Linked DNA regions of Zea mays: all the other regions are linked to region 1. Evidence: chromatin contacts called from public Hi-C data. All regions are on one chromosome and are shown on one strand. Each heading gives the region's core, a stretch centred on a gene start, on an enhancer-like site or on the middle of the called end of the contact. The rest is flanking DNA. Distances are from core to core; before and after follow the strand shown. Region 1 holds the start of LOC100193705 (Alanine aminotransferase 2 mitochondrial). Region 2 holds the start of LOC100383838 (Pumilio homolog 23). Region 3 has its middle 61 kb from the start of LOC100383838. Region 4 has its middle 42 kb from the start of LOC103639215.

Region 1 (3,424 bases), core at 448-2,947:
AACAGTGGGGCTATATTAAATCAATTTTGAAGCAGTTCCTTAATAATAGCAGACCTGCTAGTGGCATGGAGCGCTCAAGATTCTAAAAAATATTCACAGTGAGCCATATTAAATATGGTGAACAAGATTATTAACCTTCAATAATTAGGATAGATTTCATCAGGGAACAATTGCAAATTAAAATATTAATAATATGTTAATTGGCAATCAAGGAGACTATATGCTTAATTCCCTTCCTGAACCAAACTAGAATTCCAAAACTATAAAGTAAGCTCTATAACACAAATACATGTTTGTGACTCCAGGTATTGCACTATGCTGTTCTTTGTTGATTCAGTTAAATCAGATAGCAGTGGGCGTGTTCGGCTGGCTACAAGCCGACACTGTTGCAGCTGTTTGGACTGCTGCAGCTGCAATCCATAGAGAGAAAAATACTGTAGAAGCCGCAGCCGCAGCCGGATTGCAGCCGCAGCAAGCCGCAGCGAACAAGCTGAGTATCAAAAGCAATACTATTACCACAACAGTGTAACAAGTACTATTATCACAACAGCCTAACAAAACTTATATGATTTAACGTTATTGCCTTGTGGTGAGGTGATTAACCGATTATATGGGAACATGAACAGAGTGATATATAACATACTGAAGTACTAGACTGCAAGCCTTGTTGAACATCAGTAGTCAAGATACCTGAGCATGGATGACAATCTCGCCACGGACTGCATACTCACATTTCAAGACCTGTAATAGTTGTCAGTGTATTAGCTAGGCATGAGAAGCCACACTCGCCTTACCTAGACAAGCAAAGCACGAAAGCTATTGTCTATGAAACAGGTGGAGATCAAGATCACACGACATTCAATAGGTTTAGTAACAAAGTACAGCTTGCCAACGTTGTAGTACCTCAGATCTCGCATAAATAGTACAGCATCAACCTATCATCATTTTGCACCAGAATGGGGCAGCAGTTCAAACAAACCGCCGTATCCCCTTTTGAAGTCAAAGGGGAGAAAAAGGATACTGACATAGATGACATTAAACTATTCGATCACAACAAAACAAAACAAAAAGAAAAGGCACTCCAGCAGCTCGAGTCGCACTGAGATCTAACTCTGGGTTGAGAGAGAGCGATAGCAACTAGTGATCCCGGTAAAAGGAACTACACTTGTTCCCAACATCTTACTGTTGGAACTTTGCGCCGGTGCAGTTATTTTACAAATATCCTAAAAAAATCTCATTTGATTTCAAAGTATGAATCAAAACCGGATCATCAGAACAAGAACTAAGCACGCATGTACCACTGCAGCGAATCAAGGATAATCTTTTCACCCCAAATTTCTCAAGCAAACGAGAATCAAAGCCGCGGCTCAGATGAATCAGGGATATGCAGAACGCAGCACATCCACAGTGCTTCTTTCTGTCTCGTCAAAGCCCAAACTTCCCACCGAAGAATCCATCAAAACGGAACCTTCAATGGACAGACAGGTAGACAGGGCGAGGAAAACGGGCGGTGCTGTCACCTTGGGGTTGAGGTTTTCCACGGCGACGCTGGGGGCCATGGCGAACACGAGGGATCAGCTTCGCAGCGACGGAAGGATTGCGTACAAGCCGAGGACAACGGGCCGCGTCCCTCTCTCACAGTGCGGCTTCGTGGCGAATCGGGGCAGCGAAACCAGATGTTTGGCGTTGTCGAAAAAAAAGGCCAGATGGCTGGTGCTTATAAAAGGCGGCCACGGGCGTACAGGGGGAGGGAACGACGGAAGCAGACAAACAAGAGGCGCACGCCAGAAAGCGAGTGGAAGGAGAACGGAGGGCCGGTGGCCACAGCCGCGGTTTTGCGTTAATTAAAATAAAACAAACAAAGTCACTCTTTGGTATTTATTACAATAAAAAAGTCTCAGATCAATGCTGTAGATGAGCTTGCCTAGATTGCATCATGCAATTTTGGCACTTTTATGTTCCTTCTCTCGTACATGCAACTACTATGAATAACTTGGCTTCTCTTTCTGTGCCGATTCAAGCTATGCGAGTTTTTTTATTTCTTATCTGCGATGTGATGCGGGATGTTTCCCTTGTTGTTTCCCTCTTTCGTTCCAATTTATAATTCATTTAAAAATTTTATCGTAATTTTGATTAACTTGTCTAATTAAAAAATATAATTATTATTAATTTTTACTGTGATATTGTTTATCATGTAATACACATTAAGTATGGCTTTAATTTTTTCTTTTTTTCTTAAGAATTTTGAATGAAACGAGCTGGTCAGACTTATAAAAAATTATAATAAATAATAAATTAGGACACAAGGAGTAAAACATTTAAAAAGTTTATCTATCAATGTCATTTCTAATAAAATGTTGGCTCCGTTGACTAGAGCTAATGAAAGACTATTTGATCCTACGAAAGATATATGGAACTATCAACTATATAATACATTCTTTAACGAAATTGGAGAAGGCGAAGCCCATGTAGAAATTTATTAAAAACCAAAAGATGAGTGAAAATTAAAAGTTTAACAACAAAACTTCAAGAGACAAAAAATGAAATGAAGAAAGTAAAAGTACAGAAGAAGGCAACAGCAGATTCTGGATCCATAAATCAAAGAGAGTTGAATGTTTAGCGTTTGCCCTGGAGGTGATCAGTTTTATCTTTTTTCCGTAAGTTTCTTCCAAAGAATGGAAGTGAGGTTCAACATTGTTGAATAGTACATTTTTGTCGGTAACGATGGCACACAGTCATATTTGATATAAATAAAAATATTTTAATATTAAAGTACACATATGGTTCACATATTAAATATTAAACTGATAAAAACAAATATTACACTTTATTTTCTCCAAAATGTCAAGAAAGATATGAGTTGAAAACGAGCCTGACCCTTTTCTTATAGCTCATTTGATCGTTCGTTCTCTTTTAGCTAACGAGGTGGTACTATATGGAAGCGCTGCGCTGCGAGTGACTTTCTGTCATGTTAAGCTTGGATAGTTTCTCATGGCTAATTTGTGATGTAACGATCCATTAGTAGGCAATAATCGGGGGAAATGAATAGACTTACGTGTTTTGCATGTGTTTTGCATATGACGCACGACGTACAAAACTAGTGCTCTAAAGTAGTAGTGATTAGATCAGTTTTTGCATTTCGAATGACCCAAGTAATTGAGATTGCCACCACCAGAAAGAACTTTGGGCAAGACTGGTTTCTGATAGCTTGAAAAAGTATCTATGGAAGTTAGGGCCTATTCGGTTCGCTGCCTTATTTTCCACAGTTTGTCATGACTAAGGTTAGACATGTTTTACTGAGTTAGGTATGTGTTTAGTTTGTAGCCACAATTATGACATGATTTTTCTCCTGCTATGTAGGTCTCACTCGTTAATGACTAATAAAAGTGTGATAAAATTCACTTAGGCATGCTATAATGTGGCA
Region 2 (3,424 bases), core at 554-3,053, 450 kb after region 1:
GATCTTCAGATGAAGGTCGTGAATACTGCACCTTCATCATTCGCAAGAATAACAATTCATAGAGATGATAAATATTATCAATTCATATATCGATTTATATATTTATTTCATGATAAACATATGAATATTAATAAGATTTATATTACATTGATACCTTCGGCTTGTTCGAAGGTGTTGACGCGAGGGTGATTACAATCCAGCGTGAACAATACAGTGGTACTGTTCACCTATTTATAGGCACAGGACGCAACCCGGGTAAAAATACATTTATGACCTTAACATGTGTTCATAATTGTAACATAAATCATTAGGGACTAGCTAGCCTTTTCATCTTCGGCTCAACATCATACTTGATCTTGACACTACTTTAAGCCGAAGTTGTTGCTCTTCGGCTATAGCTTCAACATTCATCGTTAATCGTGTTTCGGGCTATATCTTTGTCTTAAAGACCTTCGGCGGAGAAGAAGACTCCCATCGTGAACCTTCGTTCATGACAAAGCTACTGTAATACTCGACATTATGCTATAAATAAATGATTAGTCGTGTTTTTTATGACCTTCGGAAGAGAAAATCCCCAAACATTCACTTACATATTGCTCCTAGCTTAATGCACATTTCAAGTGAGCAATCAAGTAAAGAGTCTTTCTTTCTCTCATCTTCTCATCCGAACTTGGTTTTTAGTTACTCTAACCCATAAATTGGACCTAGTTTATGTTGTTTGAAACAAGTTTTGCAGGATCACCTATTCACCCCTCTAGGTGTCAGGAAGATAAAAGGGGGCTGTAGGGTTTAGAATCTAGAAAGTTACAGATTCCTACTATCGCGAAGTCTCGCACGATTATGTGTCCACGTTTGGACGATTTTCACCAAAGTGATTCTTACAAACGTGAACTGAAAAGCTAAACATTTGACCGTATGTAGCAGCTTCTAGCGGTCAGAAGCTAAAAAACCAAAGCAAACACCACCACAGAAATATTGGCACTCGTCACTAGTCTTTGACTCTTCATTGCAACAAATATAACATTCTTTTTGGTGAGTCCATACCATTTTTTTCAAGAAAAACAATATTCGAGAACCCTCGTCCCATGTTTAGGACAAAAGTATTTTAGATTCACTTAGCAATTGTCAAAGGTTGAAGATAAAATTATTGTAATAAAATTATTACATATTTACAAGAAAACATTATAGATTGTGAAAATATTCTATGTTCAAGTGAAAACGGTTTCTAGCTTCATTAAGAAAAGATGTTCAACATAAATAAAACAAAAAATATTCCATTGTGTTTATTTACAATGTCCTAATAATTGTTATCATTTCTCCCCTAATTTGGAATCAATTTTTATATTAACCATCGAGTCATCGACAAAAAGTGTGTCACGGAGAAAATAAATACGAAATAAAAGAGTAACAAACAAAAAAAAAGATAAAGAAAAAAATAACGAAAAAATTGCAAAAGAAATACTTAAAAAAACCAACCCAAGAGAAGGCGCCCCAAGGGATGAAAACGGTTTTAGAATTTTTTCCGACCGGAATCGTCGGTATCGGTATTTCTCGAAATCGGAATCGGTCATCGGAATTTTAGATCAGAATCGGTATTGAAATCGGTACAATCCTTTATCGACCGTTTTCTTCAGTTACCGTTTTGAGTCGGAATTTACCGAATTCAAAATTCAGAATTTATCGAAACTCATGGTCCAGCTCAAATTCTAAATTCACAACTCATGGGCGGCCCATGGTTCAGCAAGCAGCCCAGGCCACCACAAGTCCACAACCCAATTGTCGTCGGCCACTGCTCTTCCACTTGCAGTCTTCCGTCGCCCTCGCCCCTCGCCCAGGCACAGCCGCACAGCAAGCATAGCCGCCACCGCCAGTCGCCACTGCTCAGCTCGGCGCTCCATGGCGTGCCCCCAAATTCCGTGACGGCGTGACTCGTCTTCCTCCTTTCCTCTCTGCCGGGCTGCACGTGCAGACCACGGACGAACACACTGCCCCCAAGGCCCCAATCCAGTAAGTAATCTGTAATCCCTAATCTAGCTTTGTGGCCATGGATGCACGCACCCTCTGCCGGACGCACCCAGCCGCCATGGACGCACGGACGCACCCACTCCAAGCAAGGGCAACTCCAGCCGCCATGGACGCACACGCACCCAGCTGCACCTGCACAGACACACTCCAGTCCTCCTCCTGCCGCTGCTCTTCCTCCTCGCGCGCCGGACGCATCCGCTGCTCTTCCTCCTCCTCGCGCGCCGGACGAACTGACGCACCCACTGGCCACTGGTTAAGGGGATATTATAGCAAAGTATTAAATTTTTCCTCCACAGAGAAGTATCAATTTCGTTATCAAATGTCATGTTCCTAGGATAAACTCCAGTGCGCTTGGTTGGTGAGGATAAATAAACAGGAAGAACCAGATGCCAAACGGATAGCAAAGAGGATTCTAGAATACGTCGGGAATCAAGTTGCCACAAGCCACGACAACTTCCGCAGTCATAGTAATTAACCCCCAACAAAATTATAGCTGCAAAATCACAGAGACTACCCTGCCACGAGTTAATAGCAAGCAGCTTTGCTGGGGTCTGATACACACAGCCTTCTTCTATGCTCGAGAGCAATAAAACTTTTCTCCCACAGCACCTCTCGACGGAACATGACTATGCAGGTCAAGTATATAGTCAGTGTCTCGAGCCTGACATTCTTTAAATCTACACTTATTGTTCACACAAAGGGGAGTAAATATTTCGACTCGGAAGAGAGGACCTTCTTGACGAACTGTTGTTCTTCAGATGATCCTGGTGGGCGTGGCTCTAAGAAGAGCAGCACCGCGACGTAAGGCCGCCAGAATTTGTTGCTGACACTTGAATGGACTGTCTCTCTCTGAGGTTACCAGACCCCAAACCAGACTCCTCCGAAGACAGGGGCTTCTTGCTGATTATCCGGTAGATCTCGGCTAGAACGGTGTGGAAGGCCTTCTCCACAATTCAGAATCTGCTTTTAGTGCGGGTGGTCATGTACTTGTGTTTTTGTGATATTTATAAACTTTGTTGTATTGTGATATTTTCATATTGATATGGTTACCGATTGTATTTTAGATTCCGACCGATACCGATGTATTTTTTGTACCGAACTTCTGTTTCCGATGATTCCGAAATACCGATGTCGTTTCCGTTTCCGGAATTACCGTTTCCGATTTCATTTCCGATAAAAATATGAAAACGGTAACGGTTTTAGTGTTTTCCGATCGTTTCCGACCGTTTTCATCCCCGCTGTCCCTGGCCTTGGGCCGAATAACCCCGCACTCGGCTACGGCCGTCGTTCTCATCCGTTCCTTCACCCTGCGTGTGCTCTCTTTCCTCCCATCTCTCTCCGACTAGCCGATCACTGGGTGGGCTACCGCCGCCGCCACCCTGCGCCAGGTGCCGAGGCC
Region 3 (3,424 bases), core at 307-2,806, 390 kb after region 1:
CTTGGGCATCCTAATAAATAGTATACCTACAGTTTCCTTCATCGAACTAATAACCGAATTAGCAATCCGACTCACCACAGAATTATCACGATTAAAGACCTAGTTAGACCATTCATCAATCCACTAACACGAATAAAAATTCAGCTTACCAAGCCAAATCGATCCAAAATCCACAAGAACAACGACGAACTTTGATTCAGGCGTTCCACCGAACATCTGGCAAACGTCAATCTGGGGCTTCATTATCTACACCTTCTAAGCTCCTTTTTCAATCTCAAACTGTGAGTCACCCTCACGAAACACAGGATCAACCATGGGTGGTTAGCGAGGTCGACATAGGACTGGGGCAGAACTGCTGAAATTGGAAGACAACGATGGGGACGATGTGAGCGCGGCAGGGAGCAAGGCGAGGTCACAGTCGGGTGAACTCTATGGCGCAGATTGCTCCGTGGCCTGGACGGCTACCACGACGCGCACGACGTTGCCACGCCACGACGAACTCTCAGCACCAATCGGACCCAAACTGCAAACCGAACAGCGTATCCAAACCAAACTCGTCTCGCTCCTGCCTCCAGGCGTCACACAAAGAAGCAAGTGAGGGCGCGCCATGGGAAGCAGTGGTGTGCAGTCATGGGAGATGAGCAGAGGCGTAGGACAGCTTGGGACCGGGCTCAGAGACGATGACCAGGGGAATGGCTCAGTTCAGCCTGGGCGCGACTCGCTAGGCGAACAGAGCGTGCAGCAACGGGTGCTCGAGGCGGTGCTCCATGGCCGAGGGCAGGGAGAGACGCCGACCAGCCGAGCATCGAGGGGGAGAGGGCGACGTCGGGGAAGAAGATGAGGAGCGCCACGAGCTGAAGACGAATTTGGAAACTGCATGCGCGGCAAAATCCTGGGCGTGACGGTGACCATAGCCAAGCAGAGGTGCGCGGCTTGGGGAAACACCAGGGAGATGAACACGCCACCATGGCTGAAGCTGGAGGCCGGACAGGGCTAGAGAAGAGAGAAAAGAGAAGGCTGGAGCGGCGTCCGGACTTGGACTCCAGGGAGGCGGCCGAGCAGAGGAGGGATCCAGGGGAGCCGCCATGGGAGGGGCAGGAAAGAACTACCGTGGTGCGCAGGGCTCCATGACGCGGTGGGCTGAGGGAGAGGCAGAGCGCGCACGCACACGAGGGAGCTTCGCGGCTGGGGAAAAACTCGACCAGCCATGGCGAGCAGGGAGAGGAAGAAGCCCCGGCCAAGGAGAAGCAGCGGGGCGCGCGGAAGAGAGGAAGCTGGGCGCGGCTACCAGGAAGCAGAGGCGCGCGCCGAGGGCGAGGTGACGGACGGCGCATCGGGAATGGGAGCTCGAAGCCGAGCTCAACCACACGGGTACGACAAACGGAGGTGGAAGACGAGCTGATAAAAATCAGAAACCAGAGCGTGCGTGGGGAAAATGAAGATGGCAAGCGCAACGGGTAAAAATCCCAGGGAGATGGGATCGACAGGCTGGAGCGGTGGAAATATCCTATGTGCTAAGCGGCGTGGAGAGGATAAGAGCGCGCGTAAAAACAATCCTCAGCAGCAGCGGCTGGCGAGTCTAAGGCTCTAAGCACATCGGCGGCCAGATTTTTTTACGCGATAGAGGATGAGGACGACAGATCGGCTCAATGGCTAAGGGAAAATATCCAGCGACTGTAGGGGGTAAGAACAAACGCAGAACGAAAATCAACGCTAGCACATGAGAGGAAGATAACGTGAAACAATTCTCGGAGTCATATGAATCTTTAACCAGTTAATTTTATATCCGAACGTTTGGATCAGGGCGAGATGCAACCAATCGTGATTAAGACAATTTCGACTTTGATATTTTAATTTACGACTGATTTCGTTGAAGTCAAACCGATTAGCAATTATTTGAGTTCGGCTCTAATTATCTTTATTTGCTTTGAACGATTTACCACTAAATACTCATGATTATCCACCTCGCGCAAAATTTCTCTCAGATAATGTGTGATCCTAATTATTTTGCACTGAGTATTTTAGAGGTGGCTTTGTATGTGTTTACAGGTGGTGTTTCCTGAACGGAGAGGTGCTAATCAGATAAAAATGATGGAGTTCCCCTGGGCCTTATATACACGACCGTGGGGCACTCCCTACGCACACGATGATCACATTCTTCCAGCATATCTCCTAGCTAATAACGAACTAACTTAGCTTATCTTGAGGAAAACCCGACCACTTCATCCCGATCAATCTCCGCTCTTTGAGGGCGCCGGGCGCGGGAAAAACGGTCGATTCCCTTAAGATTAGGCATAATCCACGGACGATCCAGGCACGAGCCCACTGCCTTCTTAGGTCGGTCGTTTCAATTGTAGTCTTTGTTTGGCCCACGATGAGACGACCTCGTGGGGCGACTAGTCTGTGGCCCCATGCAAGGGTTTTCGCCTTCTAGTGGACCTGGGGGATATCTGTTCCCCACAAGCCCCCAATCTTTGAGTTGATTTTGAAATAATCGACTCAAAGGTTCTTGGTCCTGCCTGTGAGTTCGTTGCATGACCCGATTTTATACTGTTGTTGGGTCCCATTGGGTGTAGCCCCCAATCTTTGAGTGGATTTTAGAAGTAATCCATTCAAAGGTCTTCATCTATTATGCTTTTGAAATCAGCATTTTCGCCTTAAGGTATAGTGAATCTGTTGGGTGCACCGAAGGTGCACCCAATGTGTGTAGCCCCCGAGCTTTGAGTGGATTTTAGAAGTAATCCATTAAAAGGTCTTCATCTTTATGCTTTTAAATCATCATTTTGGCCTTAAGGTATTGTGAATCTGTTGGGTGCACCCAATGGGTGTAGCCCCCGAGCTTTGAGTGGATTTTGGAAGTAATCCATTCAAAGGTATTCATCTTTATGCTTTTGAAATCAGCATTTTGGCCTCAAGGTATTGTGAATCTATTGGGTGCACCCATTGGGTGTAGCCCCGAGCTTTGAGTGGATTTTGGAGGTAATCCATTCAAAGGTCTTCATCTTTATGCTTTTGAAATCAGCATTTTCAGAATAACCAGGCGATGCCATCTGTCCATGCCTTGTTAGGTATGTAATCAATTTGATCGGTGACAAGTTGGACATCTGGCTGGTTGAGATAGAGGGCCTTCAGCTGGACACCACTCTGCCTTGTACTTTAATGCTTCTGTTGATTGGACTTGCGCTTCAGTAACCACAATTGGGCTTCCTCCCGTTTCTACCGATCTCCTCTTTTTCTCGTGGTACATTCATTGCGTATATTTTGTGGATATCACTTCTTTTGAAAATCTTGAAAATTTCGGGCAATACACCCAATGGGTGTTGCAGGAGCAGTGACATCCCAATGCAGGCTTTATCAGGACTTGTTAGCCTCTAGGGGTTGACAATGTCTGCCATTGACCATGCATTAGAAGAAATTGTCCCTA
Region 4 (3,424 bases), core at 418-2,917, 270 kb after region 1:
CCCTAATTAGTGCCCTATAGGGTGATTTAAAATTCTTAATCACTTTTTGCCAAAAGTGTATATATCAAAGTAATAGAGTAACAAAAACTAAGCAACTTTTATATTTGGAGGTTTCCAAGTTTTGTGGTGAAACTTGGAGTAATTTGTAAAATTTCAAAAGCACTCCATTCTTGAACCCTGAAAAACAGTGTTATTGAGCCAACTTTGGGCTCTTGCATCCCTTAATCCATAAGGGTTTTGCTATAAGTAATCACGGCAAAGTTGTAGAGCTACTATAGTAGTACAAATTTTTTTAAGTGACTTAGCCTATGAACTGTATGGAACTGGGAGTAAAATTCCCTGGAACTCGGGCTGTTAGTCAAGCAGTATTCTGAACTTAGACTGACAGTGGCATTAGGTTGACTTTGGAGCTAAATTTAGGATGATCCAGTAAAGTTAAGCCCAAGATTCCTGTGACAAAGTTGAAGATGTTATATGGGAGAACAACTTTGCTGCAGTCGTGTTGGTATGCTACTACATGGAAAGGGGAGTAAAATGCTCCCCAAAACTCCATGTCAGTCTGTCTCATATGGTTGTTCAGTGTAACAGTTAACTGAAGAAGATCAGGTTCACTGCACTTCGCCGCCGACGATCTTGCGTCGTGGTCTGCGTGTCGGTTGAGAAGTGTGCGCGCAGCGGCGCAGGTGAGTGAAAATATCGGCGGGGAGGGTGAAAAGATCGTCGTGGGGTGAACTTGGGCCCTGTCGCAAGCTTGCCCGTAGCACCGCTTGCCCAGCGTCATGGCCATGGGATCGTCGTCGTTGATCCATCGTCCTCCCGGTTGTGCCACACGGTAATTCATTTATTACCTCGCAGTAGTCATGGCGGCTGTCGAAGAGTACCACTAGGTCATCGGGTTACCAAAGCACCATGGTGAATGAGCTCGGGTGACTCATCCACTCAATGCCATGAGCTCAACCTTGCCCAAATTCGTGGCACTGGTGGTCGATCCCTATAAATTGACGACTCTCTTATCTTTGCCCTCTTGTTACGGACCCAGTGCACCACCACTCACTTCATTTCATCGACCATAGCCTGAGAACTCTGGATTTCCCCGGAATTGGCTGGAACGCCGCCGCGAGAGACCTCGCCGTGGCCAGAGAATTCCAGGTTGGTTTATACCTCTCTGGTTTGTGTTCTAGTGTCCTTAGGGTCTCATGTTTCTCGTCGACTTGACCATTTGAACTCTATCGTAGTAAACTAGCCGGACCATTGTCTTGTCATTGCGGAACGCTGCCATGGGCCATCGCAACAGGAATAGCCAATTTGGGCTTTCCTCCTATGGTCTCTGCCACCGTTCCCAAACCTAGACATACTCGTGATGCTTACCGTGTCCTCAATTTGAACTCTACCATACCCGAACCCCGGAACCAAGCTTGGTTACCCTCGGTGTCCGCCATGAACTTGAGCAGCCGAGACTGCGGACCATAGATGCTCGATTAACCATGGAGTAGAGGTCGGGTAGGTTCAAAAATAAGACTCGGGTGCTCACTACCACCAGAACAGGTCACCGGAGATGAGTCGGGGCGGCTCCGACCAAGTGTTCGATCGGTGCATGGTCGGGGACGTGACCCCATGAAGGAATAGAAATAAGAGGGCTTAAGCGAAAAGGTCAGCAACACAGTGAACAATATTGTGGACTCTTCACTAGTTATTTGAATGGCCAGGGGCCTTTGCGCAAAGTCGCGCGCGAGCGCGGGCTTCGGTCGCGGAGGCTGCCTTTTGGGCAGGATGGGCCAACTCAGGCTGAATTCGACCCGGTCCTATTCATAATTTGCTGATAGCGTGAAATCCATTAATCCGTGTTTGCTATATTAGAGCCTCAGCCTCTCAACCGACATATAGAGTTGTGTCCAGTATTGTACATAATGTTTCACATAGCGAGGTTCAAACATATCCATATGTTACTATATTAAATCTAAGTACAGATGCATAATTCATGCAAGATATTTGCATGAAAAACATGAATGCCTGAATGGCATCATTCAAATGCTTTATATAGGCATGTATCTATAGCATTTTCTTACTGCATACTGCAATTTATTTATCAAACTGGACATTTACGGAAGTGAACTGATAAGGCTTTGTTTGGTTATAGTGGGATTGAAGTGGATTGAGGTGTATTGAAGGGGATTGAAAAAAAATTAGTTCATATTACACTCCAATACACCACATACCACCTCAATCCACTTCAATATCATATTATCCAAACAAGCCCTAAGTAGGGTGAGAATTTAGGAGGTGTGGGAATCTGCACCACTCCATCGTACAATTCTGTCACCTACGGACCTCCATCATATTACCACATTCTGGATGATATCTTCAATTCAATAAGATGACATCATTTAAAATAAATTAAACTGACACTATTTTAATATTTGAGGAATCCATAAGCATAAGATATAAATAAATTAAAGCCATTATTGACTAAGTCATAAATTTTTAGTGACGAGGTCTCACTGTTACATTTTAGTCATAATTAAAGGAACATCCTAACAACATCAAGATGCATTTCAGTGAATTTGTAACATTTGCCATCACTAGCAGGCTTGTCTAGGCGGTGACGAACACTGACCTTTACCTGTTCGACGACAGCACTAGCAAAGCTCGTGGGTTGTGCCCACTAGAGAACACGTCGACATCAGAGGGTAGGCCAGCTGGGACTAACAACCGGAGGCAGGCGGGAGATTAACGTCGGAGGGTAGGTCGGCAAGGGTCCCTAGTCCCAGCAGGCAAGCAGTGGCGGCGCGCTCCTGTGCTGGTCTCGAGTGGATAAGGCATGGGTGACGAGAGGGTGGAGAGGAAGTGGGTCGAAATGGTTCACTTGTTTTTGAGGAATCACTAGAACCCATATTTTCAATAAGTATTTCGACCCAGAACCAACCTAACCCGCGGGTCTTTTGAACCAAACACGAGTTGTTGTGGATTGAACCCGTTCCAACCCGCGTTAACTGAAAGGGAAAAGTGCCCTTGGGCCATTTCTAAGTATTTTGGTGATTTAGTGTCCAACACAAGTGCTTAAATGATAAACTATGCCAAATGGTGGATAAGGTGCAAATAAATACAAAGGTATGATTCTAGACTTAGTACATTGGTTTTTGTGTACTAACATGTTTGTCTAAGTGCTAGAATCAGAGAAAATACAATTGGAAAAGCTTGGCTCGAAGCAGCCAAGAGTCTGCTCAGTCTAGGTGCACCGGACAGTGACCGGTGCGTCAGGCTGGCGTCTGTCAACTGGCTGCTCTCGGGTTTCATCGGCGGCGTACGACTATAAATCACCGGACTGTCCGGTGGTGCACCGGACTGTCCGGTGAGCCAACGGTCGGCCGCGTAATCCGCGCGCGACGCGTGGCAGAGCCAATGGTCAGAAGGGGCACCGGACTGT

What was found. Hi-C and Micro-C count contacts between places; a contact is called where the count stands out from the background.
Region 2: a contact with region 1 is called in a Hi-C map of leaf, with 4 times the contacts expected there. The contact joins the promoter of LOC100383838 here to the promoter of LOC100193705 in region 1. A contact is called at or near these places in 7 of 25 Hi-C or Micro-C datasets (bundle sheath, ear, endosperm and 3 more).
Region 3: a contact with region 1 is called in a Hi-C map of leaf, with 5 times the contacts expected there. The contact joins the enhancer-like site here to the promoter of LOC100193705 in region 1. A contact is called at or near these places in 2 of 25 Hi-C or Micro-C datasets (bundle sheath and leaf).
Region 4: a contact with region 1 is called in a Hi-C map of leaf, with 8 times the contacts expected there. The contact joins the enhancer-like site here to the promoter of LOC100193705 in region 1. A contact is called at or near these places in 8 of 25 Hi-C or Micro-C datasets (ear, endosperm, leaf and 1 more).

Annotation. Positions count from the first base shown.
Region 1 is chr1:145,242,477-145,245,900 of Zm-B73-REFERENCE-NAM-5.0, reverse strand. It overlaps LOC100193705 (Alanine aminotransferase 2 mitochondrial), which reads right to left and starts at 1,697. Exons shown (of 15, transcript NM_001327768.1): 1 at 1,521-1,697; 2 at 691-741. The coding sequence starts at 1,559.
Region 2 is chr1:144,796,086-144,799,509 of Zm-B73-REFERENCE-NAM-5.0, reverse strand. It overlaps LOC100383838 (Pumilio homolog 23), which reads left to right and starts at 1,803. Exons shown (of 11, transcript NM_001362164.1): 1 at 1,803-2,007.
Region 3 is chr1:144,856,518-144,859,941 of Zm-B73-REFERENCE-NAM-5.0, reverse strand. No RefSeq gene overlaps it. Among protein-coding and RNA genes, the nearest start is that of LOC100383838, 61 kb to the right of the region's middle. Within about 2 kb of position 1,556, at least 11 of the 20 cell types and tissues checked have an H3K27ac peak or open chromatin away from gene starts, as enhancers often do. A contact at or near this core is called in bundle sheath and leaf, where this site is marked.
Region 4 is chr1:144,976,149-144,979,572 of Zm-B73-REFERENCE-NAM-5.0, reverse strand. No RefSeq gene overlaps it. Among protein-coding and RNA genes, the nearest start is that of LOC103639215, 42 kb to the right of the region's middle. Within about 2 kb of position 1,667, at least 14 of the 20 cell types and tissues checked have an H3K27ac peak or open chromatin away from gene starts, as enhancers often do. A contact at or near this core is called in ear, leaf and tassel, where this site is marked.